2 separate regions of the Astyanax mexicanus genome follow, and region 1 is linked to region 2. A link is a contact called in public Hi-C data. All regions are on one chromosome and are shown on one strand. The core of a region is the stretch at or near the end of the contact, and the rest is flanking DNA. Distances in the headings are between cores, read along the strand shown. Region 1 holds the start of map7d3 (MAP7 domain containing 3). Region 2 overlaps arhgef6 (Rac/Cdc42 guanine nucleotide exchange factor (GEF) 6).

Region 1 (3,041 bases), core at 39-2,538, 36 kb before region 2:
CAAGCCTCCTATGAGTAAGCACCACAGTGATAGTGTTGAGGAAAAACTCTTTCACAGTAAGAGGAAGAAGCCTTGAGAGGAATCAAGACTCAGTAGAGGAATCTTTTTTTCTCTAGTCTACCCAGAGAGCACAAACAAATAACAGAACAAAAACAACAGTACATAGAGATAAGGTGGAGCTATAGCTAATGTAAAAAGAGGTTCTGAGTTATGAGCGTGGATAAATGATGGACATATGCTCAGTGTTGGTGTTAAAGTCCAGACAGTTTAAGCATCCATATGTACAGCTATGAAGTGTGGAAGGAATGGATCAATGCAGGGATTCAGAGCAGGACTACATCACAGCGGGCATCAGGGCAATGGAGAGCCAGGCTGGGCAACATTAGAAACGTGGCATCTTGATACATGTGAAAAGAGAAATGATAGAAAGAAAACAAAATTAAGGAAATGAAAAAGTGGATTCTATGCTGAAACCACGAATGGACACCTCCAGTTAACCAGGCTGGGCAGCTTGGTAGAGAAAGAGAGTGAACAGAGAGAGAGAACAGAAAGGAAGAAAAGAAAAGGGGGGTTAGAATGGTTGTGTAAAACTCTGATGACTAGTGTGAATTGTAAAACCTCATAAAAACAAAAAAAAAACACATTGACTGTAACACATATGTTGTCTTCCCTGCTGGACCAGGACCTTCTTTTTTCCAGCTCTATTTTCTGCTCGGAGAGTATTCAGCTATTGACATAAATATTCAGGAGAAAAAAGTGTTAATGGCTGCACAGCCGCCAAGAAAGCTATTTTAAAATTTAGTATTGAGCAGGGTGTCCTTTAAAAAAAAAACATTGTTTATACATTTGTTCTCATATTGGAGCGAGTCACTGCCAGATTGCATCATGCTTATTATTATTATTATTATTATTATTATTATTATTATTATTATTATTATTATTATTATTCCTTATATTTTATTACATTATTCCATTTCCATATGAACTATGTGACTTATAGCTTGCTATACCTATCTTATTGAATATGCATTCACTGTATTATTATTATTGTCATTATTATTTTTATTATATTATATTATGATATATTATATCATATTAAAATATGTTAAAAAATAATAAAAATATATTCATTTTTTTTTTTTTTATGAGAATAGGTGTGTGCAAACTTTTGACTGGTAGTAAACACTGTATCAGTGTGTACAGTGCAGATCTTCAGTCAGACGCTAGATGGCGCCGCGGTGCTCCCAGAGGCGCTGTGCGCGTGGCCGTGGTCCCGGCTTGTGCGCGCGCCGCCGCGTAAATGAACGTGTCCGAGAAAAAGAGGAGGAAAAAAAACTTCGGTTAAAAATGGCGGAGGGCGCGTCGACTCTGAAAGGACTGCGCGCTCAAATGGGTAGGAATTCCTGTGTTTGCGGGGGTTTTGGGGGTTCCGTTGCGGCCGGCTGCGGGTCCAGGCTGTGAGCTCGGAGCTCGGGGGGTTTGGAGCGGTTTGTGCGGCGGAGTGAGCTGAAAATCGGGCTGTTTGATTGGGGCTGAGCGGGTTAGCGGGCTGCGCTGGGCTGGGTAATAGCCGGCGGGCTGCTGAGAGTTAACGCTGCTGCAGCGGGAGAGCAGGAAACGCCACGGCAACAAGTTTATAACTGCTGCTCTGGAGCGGATAGATGGATGTAGCTCGCTTTAAAACTACTCAGCGGTGTTTTATAGATTCAGAGAAGAGTTATGGCCGTTGTGGAGTTTCTCTGGGTTAAGTAGCGTGTTTGCAGTGACCGTTAGTTTGATAGTTATCAGTTATTTAGTTAGCTAGCTGTGCTATGCTAAGCTAATGGATTTTTAAGTGAATAAAATGACTGATATGACTGACAGATCAGATTAGCATTAACATTAGCTTTAGCTTGGATGCTCATATCTTGTCTGGCTCAGTTAAGCTACGTTTGTTATCTATAAGTGCATCCCCCAAAAAAATAGAATAGCATTGAAAAGTTACTTTATTTTAGTATTTGAGTTAAAAATGTGAAATTCATAACTTATATTATATCGATGTATTACATACACATAAAGCAATCTATTTTACAGTCAATGAAAACCCAAAAATCAGTGTCTCAGAAAATTAGAATATTATAAAAGTCCAATTGGTGCTTTAAACACTGTGGCCTGTGTGCCAACTCCTGCTGGAAAATGAAAACCGCATCTTCATAAAAGTTGTCCGTAGCAAAGGGAAGCATGAAGTGCTGTAAGATTTTCCGGGAAAACAAAACTGCACTGACTTTAGACTTGATAATAAAACACAGTGGATCAACACCAGCAGATGACATGTCTCTCTAAACCATCACTGACCATCATAGAATTTTGCGTTTTATTTGTAAATCAAGGGAGCAGAGTCTGGAGGAAGAGTGGAGAGACACACAGTCCAAACTGCTTGAGGTCTAGTGTGAAGCTTTGATTATCAGAGATAGTTTGGAGAGACATGTCATCTGCTGATTCCCTCTGCTGACAACTTTTATGGAGATGAGGATTTCATTTTCCAGTAGGACTTGGCACACTGCCCACGCTGCCAAAAGTACCAGTGGGTCCCATTGCATTTGTGATGTAAGGCTTGGATGGAGCTGCTTAGTCATGGAAGCCCTTTACATGAAGCTGTCTGCAGTGCGCTCTGCTGTTCTTGAGCTGATCTGAAGCTACTTATTTTGGAGGTCTGTAGTGATTGACTCTGAAGAAAGTTGGTGACATCTGTGCTTTTGTTCCCAGTAGATTCCACTTTAAGTTTCTTGTCACCTGTCTGGTGGTTCATACATGGTCAGAAAATCTTAGACACTTTCATAATGTGAGTTTGAATTATTTGTTGATTATAGATGGACAGATTCTTTATTGATCCCAGATGGAAATTATAGAAATCCCAGAGGAAAATTGTATTTTTTTGCTCTTAGCTGAACCGGCTGTCAACACATTTGGACTGCTCAGAATCAACAAACCTCCTAAGATTCTGTCTGTAACTGCTACTCTGATTGGATGTTAACTAGGGGTGGGCAATATTATATCGTATA
Region 2 (2,782 bases), core at 263-2,762:
AGGCAGTAATCACACACTATATCATAGTAATAAATCATATGCTGCTGGTTTTGAAGTCACGTAACGTGTTAGAAAGTCTTTAAGCCATATTTTATAGCTCCAACAATAAAGCTTATGGAAGCTGCACCCTCAGGTTGCGTTTTAAAGTAAGTAGTGTAACGGTATGTGCGTGTTTGTTCTTTCAGATCCCAACTCTAAAGCCATTGCCGGCACAAACTCTGCTGCAGAAGCCTCTAGGATGTTGGCAGAGAACCGGCGTCTGGCCCGTGAACAGAAAGAGAGAGAGGAACAGCTCAGAGTGCAGAGAGAGGAGGAGGAGAGGTGAGTAGATTACATTTGCACAAAGCCTGAAAAGATCCAGGGACAGTGTTAGCCATTTGGGTGCCCTAAACACAAATGCTTTCCCTTTTTTCCCTATTACTACAAAGTTGATACTTATATACAACTCTGGAAAAAAATTAGAGACCACTTAAAAATGTTGAGTTTCTTTGATTTTGCCAAATTGAAAACCTCTGAAATATAATCAAGAGGAAGATGGATGATCACAAACCATCAAACCAAACTGAACTGCTTGAATTTTTGCACCAGGAGTAAAGCAGCATAAAGTTATCCAAAAGCAGTGTGTAAGACTGGTGGAGGTGAACATGCCAAGATGCATGAAAACTGCTTAAAAATCCAGGGTTATTCCACCAAATATTGATTTCTGAATTCTGAAAACTTTATGAATATGAACTTGTTTTCTTTGCATTATTTGAGGTCTGTAAGCTCTGCATGTTTTTGGTTATTTCAGCCATTCCTCCAATGTCTGCAAATAAATGCTCTAAATGACAATATTTTTATTTGGAATGTGGGAGAAATGTTGTCGGTAGTTTGTAGAATAAAACAACAATGTTTATTTTACTCAAATTCAGAAACTGAAGTGGTCTCTTAATTTTTTTTCCAGATCTGTAGTTTGATAACAGTTTGTTTTTCTGGTTTTATATGACATCAAAATCTGGTTTACACAAAATCAGATGGACATTTTTTTTCTCCAGTCCCATTTCTCCAAAATCCCTCAGTAATAACGCTTATATATTAAAACATATATTCTCAATACATGAGAATGAGATCTTTACCAATTTAGTGGTGTGATATGATAACCACGAATCACTGATACTGGAAATATCAGTGCTGTAGTTTGGCAAAAATAAAAACCAGTGTTTACTAGTGCTCTGCTAGTTCCAGAGATTTATCCCACCTTTATTTAAATCATTTAATATCATGACACACAATAATACTGAATTATTGTTCAGCCCTTCTAAAGATATCATTCTCTAATCTGCTGAAGCTGCTGAAGGAAATTATTATAACAGTTGTCTCTTTATGCTTATGTCTTACAGGCTGAGAAAGGAGGAACAGAAGCGTCTCGCTGAGGAGGAGAGAGTGAGACGCTTGGAGGAAGAGAAGATTCGGGCGGAGGAGAGGAAGAGGGAAGAGGAAGAGCAGGCTGTTAAAGATGAGGAGGAGAAGCAGAGGCTGGAGCTGGAGGAGCAGCAGAGACAGGAAGAGCTCCAGAAAGAGGTACATCAGAGTCTGTTCATCACTCAGTCAATAGTAGTACAAACTTGAATGTTCTGATTGGTTGATTGGGATCTTGACTGGATTGTCCTGTTGCAGCGAGAGGAGGCCGAAGCAAAGACCAAAGAGGAGGCTGAGAAACAGCGGCAGGAGAGAGAGCGCATCATGCAGCAGAACCAGCAGGAGCGCATGGAGAGGAAGAAGGTACTTTTTAAACTAGTTCCACTTCCTTTCCTGGTTCTGTTATTGTGATGCTGTCTGTGAAACTGATGTACCATCATAAAAATGCCTGTAACATTAGACTGTACAAATATTGCACTTATCCAAACTGCCCAAGATCACCTTATTGCACATATTTTATAAAGCTCAGATATTCTGGCAAAATATGATACAATGACAGTAAATGTGTTAATGTACATTAACTTATTTTGAAAATATGTAGAGACTTTAATAATCCATCTTAGTTCTTCTCATCATCGTTTATTTTAATTATTACTGATTTGTCTCTACTTGGTTTTGTTTGTTTTTATGTGTACATATTAAAGTATTTTTTTTTTACACTTTTTTTGCAAAATAATACCTCTGTGTTAACAGAGAACCTGTTTTAAACTGTAACAACCCTTTACCTAAAATATTAATATTATTATTTTTATGAATTACCATTTAATGATTTGATCACTGAGGTAATGTTGATAGAGATGGGATGCTTGTGCCTCTTTACTTTGTTTTCTACATTAATAAACACGTTTCTAAATGTGTTGAACTATTTTGAACATGTGGTAATGTGTAGTTTAGGACATATTTTTGTAATCAGTTGCACAGATATGATTAGATTAGTTCCCATTGATAATCCAGATGAATGGAAAATTGTTTGAATATTTCTTTTTTTTTTTATGTCTCTCTCTTCTTTTTTTTTTTTTTTTTTACTCTAGAGAATTGAAGAAATTATGAAGAGAACCCGAAAAACGGACCAAATCGATTTTAAGGCAAGGCTGCTGATTGGTTCAGTTTGTACATTATTGAAGATATAGATGTCGTAGACTGCTTCACACTTACTCACTCTGTATGTGTCCTTTTTCCTCCATCAGGGCAGTGATGACAAAAGTAATCCAGATGAGAATGATGATGATGAAGAAGAAGAGGTTACTGACCAGATAAACTGTGAAAGTAAGCATCGGTGTCTTTATGCTTTATATGATGAGTTGAATGGACTGTGTATATATTT

Evidence for each region. A called contact is a pair of places that touch in the nucleus more often than the background predicts.
Region 1: a Hi-C map of muscle shows a contact between it and region 2, with 16 times the contacts expected there. The contact joins the promoter of map7d3 here to the enhancer-like site in region 2. A contact is called at or near these places in 2 of 3 Hi-C or Micro-C datasets (both in muscle).

Annotation. Positions count from the first base shown.
Region 1 is chr10:46,795,135-46,798,175 of AstMex3_surface, reverse strand. It overlaps map7d3 (MAP7 domain containing 3), which reads left to right and starts at 1,288. Exons shown (of 17, transcript XM_049484252.1): 1 at 1,288-1,393. The coding sequence starts at 1,348. The region is part of intron 22 of arhgef6 (Rac/Cdc42 guanine nucleotide exchange factor (GEF) 6); the gene reads left to right.
Region 2 is chr10:46,759,876-46,762,657 of AstMex3_surface, reverse strand. The region is part of intron 22 of arhgef6 (Rac/Cdc42 guanine nucleotide exchange factor (GEF) 6); the gene reads left to right. map7d3 (MAP7 domain containing 3) reads left to right here. Exons shown (of 17, transcript XM_049484252.1): 10 at 186-321; 11 at 1,380-1,560; 12 at 1,657-1,761; 13 at 2,490-2,543; 14 at 2,646-2,724. Among protein-coding and RNA genes, the nearest start is that of map7d3, 36 kb to the left of the region's middle. Within about 2 kb of position 1,512, the one cell type or tissue checked has an H3K27ac peak away from gene starts, as active enhancers do.